Regions from separate parts of the Anas platyrhynchos genome. Here region 2 is linked to region 1. A link is a contact called in public Hi-C data. All regions are on one chromosome and are shown on one strand. Each heading gives the region's core, a stretch centred on a gene start, on an enhancer-like site or on the middle of the called end of the contact. The rest is flanking DNA. Distances are from core to core; before and after follow the strand shown.

What was found. Hi-C and Micro-C count contacts between places; a contact is called where the count stands out from the background.
Region 2: a contact with region 1 is called in a Hi-C map of skeletal muscle, with 6 times the contacts expected there. The contact joins two enhancer-like sites. A contact is called at or near these places in 2 of 8 Hi-C or Micro-C datasets (liver and skeletal muscle).

The regions. Positions count from the first base shown.
Region 1 is chr1:58,499,914-58,504,999 of IASCAAS_PekinDuck_T2T, forward strand. It overlaps LOC106018037 (a long non-coding RNA gene), which reads right to left. Exons shown (of 4, transcript XR_003494768.3): 4 at 3,849-5,086. Among named protein-coding and RNA genes, the nearest start is that of PAH, 83 kb to the left of the region's middle. Within about 2 kb of position 2,653, at least 2 of the 8 cell types and tissues checked have an H3K27ac peak or open chromatin away from gene starts, as enhancers often do.
Region 2 is chr1:58,643,242-58,648,327 of IASCAAS_PekinDuck_T2T, forward strand. All of the region lies in intron 2 of IGF1 (insulin like growth factor 1), which reads left to right. Among named protein-coding and RNA genes, the nearest start is that of IGF1, 25 kb to the left of the region's middle. Within about 2 kb of position 2,595, at least 1 of the 8 cell types and tissues checked has an H3K27ac peak or open chromatin away from gene starts, as enhancers often do.

The DNA of each region.
Region 1 (5,086 bases), core at 1,403-3,902:
TGATTTTGTCTCCAGAGAAAAGCAGGTTCAGCATTTATCACATTACCAGACTTCCACCCTCTGTAAAAGAGTTATTTTCAGCACAACATGAAAATCTATCTCCAGCAAGATCTCAGTAGATAAAATTAATACATATTTAAGAGCAAGGTCTTTGGTACATTACCCATTTCTCCATGACACCTGTGTCATTTCACATTATTGGTCTGTCCTGCTGCACTTTAAGCTAGCTGACATTCTCGGTGGAAGAGAGGAGAAAAGGAAAAACAGGAGAGGCCTAACCAGGAGAGAGTCCTATACTCATAGTATATTTGTGCAACAATTTTGCTGTGCTTGAGGCAGAACAAGAGGAACGGGATCTAATTCTGAAATAACAGACAATACTCATAGAGCTGTTGCAAAAGACAGCTAAGCTTACTCTGTGCTTCTGCCATACTGAAAGAATGATTCTCTTTCCCATCTCCCCATAAGATGGAAGCTGGGGCCGAAAGGGAGCTGTGATGCTTCAATAAGCTTCTTTGGGAAAATGAGATGTAGGACAAGGAAAACAGCTGAAGAGAGCATAAGGACTCATTCGTGTGCCACAGTACCTGTGGGCTGGATGTTATTCTGAAAGCAGAATGAAAAAGTTTTTTTTTTCTTTTTTTTTTTCTTTTTTTTTTTTTTTTCCATCTCTGCCAAAATGGGAACAAGAAGATGAACACAGCAGCATTGCTCATGTGAGAATAGTGTCTGTTATAAGAAGATATTGCTGAACAGACTCACACTGAGTTTGGAAGGCACCTCTGAGTTTGCACAGTCCAACCCCCTAGTGAGAGCAGGGTCAACTAGAACAGGATGCTCAGTAATGTGTCCAGCCAGGTTTTGACTATCTCCAAGAGCAGAAACTCCACAACCTTTCTGGGCAGCTTGTTCTAGTATTCAAACACTCTCACAGTAAAAAAGCCTTTTATGTTTAAATGGAGTTTCCTGTACTTCAGTCTGTGCCCATTTGCCTCTTGCCCTTTGACAGGACACCAACAAAAAAGCCTGTCTCTGTCTTCTTTACTCTCCACATCAGATATTTGCACACACTGATAAGATGCCACTGAACCTTCTTTTTCCCAGGCTGAACAGTCCCAGCTCCCTCAATGTTTTCCTGTATATAAGATACTCCCTGAATCACTTCCACAGACTTGCTTCAGTATGTCCTTGTCCTCTTACTGGGGATCCCAGAACTGGACGCAACACTCCAGATGTGGTTTCCTGATACTAATTCCACCTTTCACATGTTCCTTTTTTATGTTTTAGTTTTGTCTGAAACTCCTTGTTTCATCCATGCAGGGTACCTCATGCGATCATTCCTACATGTCAAGATGTGCAATTCTTGATCTTGAAAAAGGTGAGCCTTAAAAAAACGCTCAAACTGTCTTATGAAGGTTTAGAGGATGGGGAAAATGAGAAAGAAGGAAATCACAAAGAATTATGCTTTCTGTTAAAGCAATTTCTTGCCATGTTCAAGACACATGTTCATGTGCTTAATCCAATGGACAACTAATTTTTCATGCAAAACAATTGAGGAAGGCTTGCTCTGTAGTGTCAAATATTTTTTTTTTCTTTTTGGACATGTATGCCAAATGTAAAAAGCCTCAGTCTGCATTCATGTACCACATTAGACTGCAGAGAGAACTTGGCATTAGTGTAAATCTGAATCTCTATCATATTGACTATCAAGTGACGCAGACCCCCTCCGCTCCCCAAGAGGCTTTGCCTTCAGCCACATTAAGACCCATGCCAATCATCTCTGGCATGTATTTGAAGTGTCTGAGTGATGTTTGTTTTTCAGATCTATCTGTAGTTTATGTATGAGGAAGGACATCAGATGGCACATCTCCTGGTTGTGCAGGTTCAGACATACAAGGAGATTCCTTCAGTTTTAGGGAAAAGTGAATGTGACAGTTTTGAACATACTTCTCTTGGAATCTGTTAAGTACCATAGGTATATCCTGATGGGATGAAGAGGCTACCAATAATAATTAATTATTAATAATATTATTAATTACATTAATTACATTAATAATATTATTAATTACATTAATAATATTATTAATAACATGCTCAGTAAATGGATTTTGAATTGGTATTATGATTCCTGCTCTTCACTGAAGCACAGCACTGAAATTCAAGAGAGCTGTTGCAATCCCTGCACGTGGAGAGAAAACTATGGAGGATCTGAGACTGTAAGGTGATACACTGCCAAATGACTTGTCATCTGAGCTAGCATATAGAAGACAGTCAAGGAAGCTGCAGGCAGCTCTGAGGGTTGCATTTGAGAGCAGTCAGAGGAGTTGCTATATAAAGATATTGGTACACTAGTATCTCAGGAACATGATTTCATACCTACGTGTTTCTCTCGATACCTTAGGGGAGAATCAGACTGTCATATCCCATTGAGGGGTACCATTCACCTGCTACCACACTTCAGAGCTCCAGCAGATTTGCACAATCAGTTTGGCTTCTATTGATTTCTCAGATCCTAAACTAGCTCAGTCTGTACTGCCCTTGCCACCTAGGCTGCCTTACAGCCACCTTCCCAACGCGTGCCATATTTCATAGGGACGGTGTACCCGAGCGTAGAGCAGCTCTGTGCTATTTACCTTTTGTCCACAAGGTGGTAGCGTAGCATTAACATTAATATAAAGATGGTGGATGACTAAATTTTCGACCAGTTATCTGACAGTCTCCTACTACTGGACAAATGTTGAAAATGTTCTTCATTTTGTTAACTTTCTAACTGAAGAACAGCATGATATATTAGGTCAAAGACATATACATGGAGATAGCAAATATTTATACAAATAAAGAAGTTTTACAAAAATCTACTCCATGCCTAATAGGGCTAAGTGGAAAGAATGAGTTGTAGGGATAAAATCATGCAACTCAGCTTTGAGATTTTGCCTTGTTTCCAGAACTGATGAGTTCAGATATTATCAAATCACACTCAAGGGGGAAGAAACCAGTTGGGCTGCAGTTGGCCCTAACATCACACTTGAGTGTCTCTCTGGCTGCGGAGCAATGTATTGCAGAACTTGTCTTTTCAAGATACAGCAGAATTCATATCTAGCAGCTTGTAGGACCATCTCTTGGTAATCTGTTTAAGGAAATATTTAGGCTCTTTTCTAAAGCTACATTATGTTATAGTTTTGGTTTGGCAATGACACTGTTGGCTTCAGTCTCATCTACAACTTCTCTGCATTTTCCACTGCTCATTGTTGCCCACCACATCTTGCAGCACAACTGTGAAAGATCAAAAAAATACTTCAATATTATTCTTCTTTCTCTCACACATACTGCTTTTTTCAGCCAAATTTCAGAGGTCTGGTTCACAACACAGACTCATGAACTGTTGTGCTGCCACAAACGAGAAGGCATTGTGCTTGCAGCAGAGGGTCAGGAATGGGAAAGAACACATTAAACTGGAGTTTAGCCCATGAACACTTTGTATCATGGATCTGTGGCTGTAGTTCCCCATGGTGAGTGAGCTCTCTTGCCAGGATTTGTGTCTTATTATTTAGTCTGTCATACAACACAGGGTAAAACGTCCTTTAAAATCTTTAAAATATGTATTTCATACTGATGTTATGATAATTACTATGTAGAAAGTTATTTAATAACAAAGTATTTCCTAATTCTTTATACCATTATTACAATATGGACAAGCTAAAAAGATACCTCGTGACGATTCATACCTGTTCAAAAACTCTTCTTAGGTCACAAAATACAAGTAATTTCGCGAATAATTTTTAGTAGACAGGTTTTTATTCAACAAAAAATCAGAGCATTCATATAAACCCTCTGAAGTGACAGATTTCCCCCAGGGGAATGTGTAAGCTGAGTAGAGATTTTTTGCCAAAGAAGAGGTAGGATGAGAGCTTTAACTCCTAATTACCATGGTCTCTATCTTCATATTGCATCATAGTTACTGCTGATTAACTAGGGCAGTCTGTAGACTCCTTAATTTGATAACTCCTTTAGCAGGTTACCACAAATATTGACTCTCACCTCAAATCCAGGTTGCAGGCTTCTTACGCAGGGTTGAAAGATAGTGTATGTTAGTGTCAAAGAGATCAAAAGAATGTTTTCAATGTATTTGGTACCAGAACCTTGTACTTGAACAAAATTCCCTTATTTGAGCCTATTTACCAGTAATTCTAGGTGGTCTCCCATCAAAGTGCTGGAAAGTCCTACTTAGTGTCACAGTGATTGCCCACAATCCTTATGACCAAGACAAAGTGTTGCACAAAACTACGCAGGCTCTCAGTTCCCAAGGGCATTACTACATACCATGGGTCTGACTGTAATTTTTCATCTATTACTGTAACAGTAGTAGGAGGCATTTATTTATGTCAGTGTACCCTTATAGTCTGCTGATAAAATATTATAAAGTATTCCAAGGAATGGACATAGCTGTCTCCAAGAAATGGAACTGCTGTTCCAGTCTAGTGAAACTATCCAATTGAGTGAAAATACTTATACTGATGGAAACAATTTTGCCAGCATGCTCATGCCACTGTTGGGGATCTCACACTCCTGACAGACAGAGCCTGGCAGGAATTTGGAGTGTAGATGGGGCCTAGATCAAATGAACAATTTGGAGTTAGAAATATATAGCAATGATCCTTTCAAAATGCTTTTATTTACAGAAACATTCAACTGAAATAAAGTCTCTTAACAGGAGGTCTTGATTACTTTTCCATTTCCAAACCACACATCATAATGGGGATGGAATGTGGTTACCATAAATTGTTGGTTTACAAATCATCACTGACTTGTTAGCAACAGCTAGGATGTTAGAGTTAGAGCAACAGTTTGGATGTGATAAAATAGCAAGAGCCCATTTTTCATGGTATCGTTGGAATGAATGTAAATGAATTCTTCCCAGAGATTCATTGTGGTGGTTGTGGTAAATAGCAAACTGCATATTTCCTGCTCATGTTGAAATCAATGGGAGTTTTATTATTGGCATCAGGAGAAGCAGGATTTGACCTTAATACAAAAGAGAAGAGGAAAAGAGAAAAAGATGAGGAATAAAGAAAAGAATGAGCCGGAG
Region 2 (5,086 bases), core at 1,345-3,844, 140 kb after region 1:
AACATTCTGCCAATACTAACACAGAGATGAGGCAATAAACCAGGAGTTGCCTCAGAGAAGAGCCCACTTGCCTTGCATGCTCTTTTCCTAGCCCTGTTTCTATCAATATTCCCAACAGGTTAACTTCCCTGAAGTCAGTGACTTCTCTGTAAGTAGGCTATTTGTTAGATCTCGGTCAATATTGTGTTAATTAACTTTTGAAGGTATTATTTTTTTCAGAATTGCAAAATATTTTTGATTTAGAAAAATTATTTGAGAGTTTTACTCTTTTGAATTTTATAGAAACTCTGCTCAAAAGGTTTCAGTATTTCTGAAGGCAAGAATGATGGGGAAAAAAAAAAAAGAAAAAAGAAAAAAAGCCATTGTCTGAGCTTTGATATCTCCATTATTCAATTAAAGCAGTCAATACTGTAGTGTATTTATTTTAAAAGCAGTCATTGTACATAAGAATTGTGTGCAGAAGAAACAAAGGCAAGAATTAGCAGTAAGAGAAAACTGTATCAAGCAAGATAGAATTTTTTTTTCCGAGAAGAGGTAATAATGATGGATCAGAAGAAAATGTAAATTAAGACAGAGGGGCCTTTAAAAGTTACTATTAAAGTTCTGTATTTGGCAGCTACCTTACCTGAACTAGGACTTTGATTCCTTTGAGAGTGAATCATGTTTGAACCAGGTTTCAAGGACAGTTCTCCTCTAACAAACGCACAGCACATGCAACTGCATCCAATTTTTCTGGGTTGGGCAGTGATTGCACTGTGTACTAGCAATTGCATGTCAGTGAAAAGCTATATAAGTACCAGTCTTGCAGTCCTGATTAGTGCAGACTGTGAAGCAGACTGTGCAGGATCTTTTTAGAAGTGCCCACACCAGTCCACCTAACCTCAAAGTAGCTACATCTTTTTTAACTTTAATCTCAACACAGACCAAGAAAGAATGTTTTTAAGAGAAACCTCACCTCAACACCTGATGGAGAAAAGTCTATATCAGACCGCTGCTATAATTATGGTAGCAGTAATGAATGATGGCAGCCATTCTAACAGAAGAGTTGCCAGATGATAATGCCTTGAAATTATCATGAGGAGGTATAAAAATAAAACTTCTTGCATTAGCCCAGCTCTTCAGAGAATTGAACTGATACTTAGACTGAATTGATAAATACCTATACTTATATCTATACACCTAACTGTACTGATAAGTAACTCAGAACCTTGGAAATCTGCAATTTTTAGGTGAATTTAAACGTGCAGAACCTAAGTGCACATATCTGAAACAGAGTAATTTTCTTATTGCTTCCTCCCTAAATTACACCTTAACATCCTGGAAGTACAAGGGTTATTGTTATTTAACACTTTAAATAAGAAGAGGTTAATTTTTAATATCAGCATTCTTTTAATCTTATTGTCAGAAACTACTCAATGGTTTTAGCTACACCTTTCTTTCTCCCATCCTTTATAAGAAGAACAACAAAAACCTGAAAATCCTATCAAAAATGCACAATGTAAAAACTTTGAAACCCAGACAGTTAGGTTTGGTTAAATTATAACAATTCAAAGTTGTAGAGATTAGTATTAGAAAGCTTCAGGCAAACTGAGGTTTAGGTGTTGCTACCTGCTCCAACTATTAGTGTCACTAGCAATGTTATGGTGCCAAACAGTCATAATTCATATCTATGATTACCAGACTTTATCCTGAGCAGCGTTCTGCTGCTCAGTTGTTGATAGTGTTGTGGGATATTTAGTTTTCTTTTGCAGAAATATTTAATTTTCAAACACTTACACACTCTGTGTGCAATATGACAGTACAAATTGTTCCTTAGGGATTGGGCTGCCCCTCGCTGATTCCAGCTTGAGCCATACCAGATGCCATACCCAGAAGAACTCACCTTAATTATTTTTTTTCTTCTACATCCACTAAGTATGATTTTATATAATTGTCTCAGAGCACTGAGACAATAATGAATGAATGGTCCATGAAGAAATCTGGAAAGGTTTCAGCAATTTTTCTTAGGAAATGAATCAAAATGAATCTAAGCAAGATATGGGACATGGTGCAACAATGTCTAGTTTCTTTGGAATAAAAGGAAAGAACAAGTGTCCTATCACTGATATTTTATTATTCATTTTATCATTCATTCAGCCACTATGGTGTCTAATGTGAAAAATTACAATGTGAAATAATAAATTAAGAATGTCTGTTCTATTAGGAAACAAATATAGTACTCAATAATTACTACCAGGTTCAACATTGAAATGTTAATATGTATGAATTTTTAAAGACTTCTCTTCTTAGCAATTTTACAGCATATTAGTTTGAAACATTGTGGATACTTGCCAGATGCGATACAGAGGTATGGTAGCACACTAACAGAGAGTTTATTTATCCTTAGATCACCCCTCTCTGCTTCTCTCAAACCAAAGGGAAATGATTTCTGAATTTCCTAATGATCTCGCAAGATAAAACATTGAAAGTTGGTAGATCTAGAAATTATGACATTAAAAGGAGCATTATATTTTTTAATTCTAGTGCTAAGAACATAAACCTCTCCTAAGTCCTACTTATCAGTACAGTGACGTCATCCTGGAGTAGGGAAAAGGATAATCTTCCTTGTTGCTGCTGTAATTGAAGAATGGCAAGGAGTTCTGTTAAATATACCACACACTGTGCAGATATGTTTCATTACATCTAGTCCTTTCTTTTACACATCCATAGGGTGGATTTTAAGCCATATACTGCTTTCTGTATTTCCAGTATCTTTTCTCTCAATAACAGAGACTTGTTCCAAGCATTTTTCAGTGCTTCCTCTCTGCTCTTTGCCTTCACTCCACCAGCTGTCACTCCAGTGACATTTCCCAAGCACGAAGCTGACAAAGAGCAGGGTAGAGCTTAAGTGCTTAAGCTGTGGAGATCAGTAGCAGTATTTTAAAATATCAACATAACTCTGTGTTTGGGGAACAATTTCTGGTATCATTACTTGAATGGACAACAGTGTTTACCACACAAGCAGTTACACAGGCTATGGTTCAGTTATTTCAAAAGCTCATAAAAGGTTACCGAGCTATACCACACTGATAGATTCTGTCTGTACATTTGATGATTTTCCACCATAATTTTTCATTTAAACTAGAAATTAAGAAAGCCTACCCTGATTAATAATAAGGGATTTCTGCATAGACAATTAAGAAGCTATTAATAATGTAGAAAGGAGGTCAAAGGACAGCATGCAGGACAGATATTTGAGAAGTGTTTTACTTCCTGATTTGCAAATATACCCTACCAACTCATTTTTCAAATTCCAGAACTATATTTACAAATAAAAATGATCTGAATGATCCAATCTAAAAAGGAGGATTTATCACAGGGGGCTGCCTTCCTCTAACAGTTTGGCTTTCTTCTCACTTTCTACTTCTTGTCTGTTACTTGAGCGACTGCAGTACAAGATCCAAATACTGACAGGAAAACTATTGTAAGGTGCAGTGGTAGCACAAGCGTTTACTTCAGTGTGTAAAAGTACTGGTCCCACTACTTGAATTAAAGTAACTCTGCCACTTGAACAATACAAAGACAAGTTTACTTGATTTTTAATAGCCTCCAGAAATCTTTGTGAACATGATTCTGGGAAGTGTTCAAGACATGTTCAAGAAAAGTTCAAGACATGTTCCAGTTTGCCAGCTGGATTGAATATGGCATTTACCATTCCCATCTGTACCTATAAACAGATCAGGGAATGAATCCTGACTCCCCTTTGCTCAGCAGCATCTCCCTAGTGTTTCTCTTCTTAACACCCCTGTGGTGAGGAGGATGAGGCTGAGTTTCAACAGGCCACTCTCACACTACCCATAAGGCCGCAGTGCATCTGCAGCTCGGGCACAGCCTTATACTGGGCCTTCACCTTCCCTTTTCCTTTCTCCTTCTCCTTCCCTTTCTCTTTCCCCTTCTCTGTCCCCTTCCCTTTGCAGCCGCAGGTGGCAGCAACCGAATGGCGCCGGAGCCCCCTAGCGTGGCCCGGCTGCCCGCAGCAAGGCCACTGCCAGCCTCCGGCCTTCCAGCCCCACACGAGGGCCTGCAGGTGCAACGGGTGTCAAATCTCCTGGCCCTTAACGTTTAGGGGCCAGAGGTTTACATGGCCAAAGCCAGTCGAAGTGAAATACTACAAAACCTTGAGAACGATACAGAAGTAAACAACGGTCCCTGTCAGGGATCGTTTGATTTTTTATTACACCTTCACATCAAGAACTATTTTCACAATGCATTTGAAGGATAGGAAGCCTTTTTGTAAACCCTCAATACCAGGTTAAATTTTATCTCTTCTGTGCCAATCACACAAATCTTCTGGAGGTCTAATCAGTGCACTCTAGAATATAATTAATACCCAGGAAATTCCAGTGATCAGATCTATTGGCTAGCGATACTACTCCATTACAACAGCTCCATCTCTCTATCTCCTATGACATAGAAACAATTCTATATATATGTCAACACAGCATATAATTCATGCAATATTCTCATTTTATATACAGTTGAAAACACAAAAAGCCATTACTGGGGCAACACACACCACAGTAGTACCAGTGGTATTCTATGCAAAAGCTGCATAGCAGCTGCTGGCAAAAGATCAGAGTCATGCACACAACAAAAGACAGACAAGTAGGGAGAGAGAGAGATTCAGTCTCATCCAGGTCAATGCTATGCAGCTATTTCCTGCACCAGACTTTTGGTTTATACTTTTTATCACTAAGATTAGGAAAAATAGAGAAAAAAACACACACACACGCACAGCAAGGATGACACTTATGTTCACTGTATTTCATTGTCACTAATTCTAAATGTGATATATGTTAAATTTATCTGTTCTACAAAAAATTTTGCTTTTAAGTTGTATAGAGAAAACTTTATGCAGTAGTTTATTTTTGTAGTTTTAATCTTTAGAGTGATCACAGTTGAATGCATAGCAGTTTTATGATGCTGGATGGGAAGTTAAAACAATTATGAAGTTTAAATTGATAACAACTTATTTAATGACCTGCTGTCTAACTGCTAGAGGCATAAACAAAGATACCTAGAATGCTGGAATGAATTTAGGAAATTC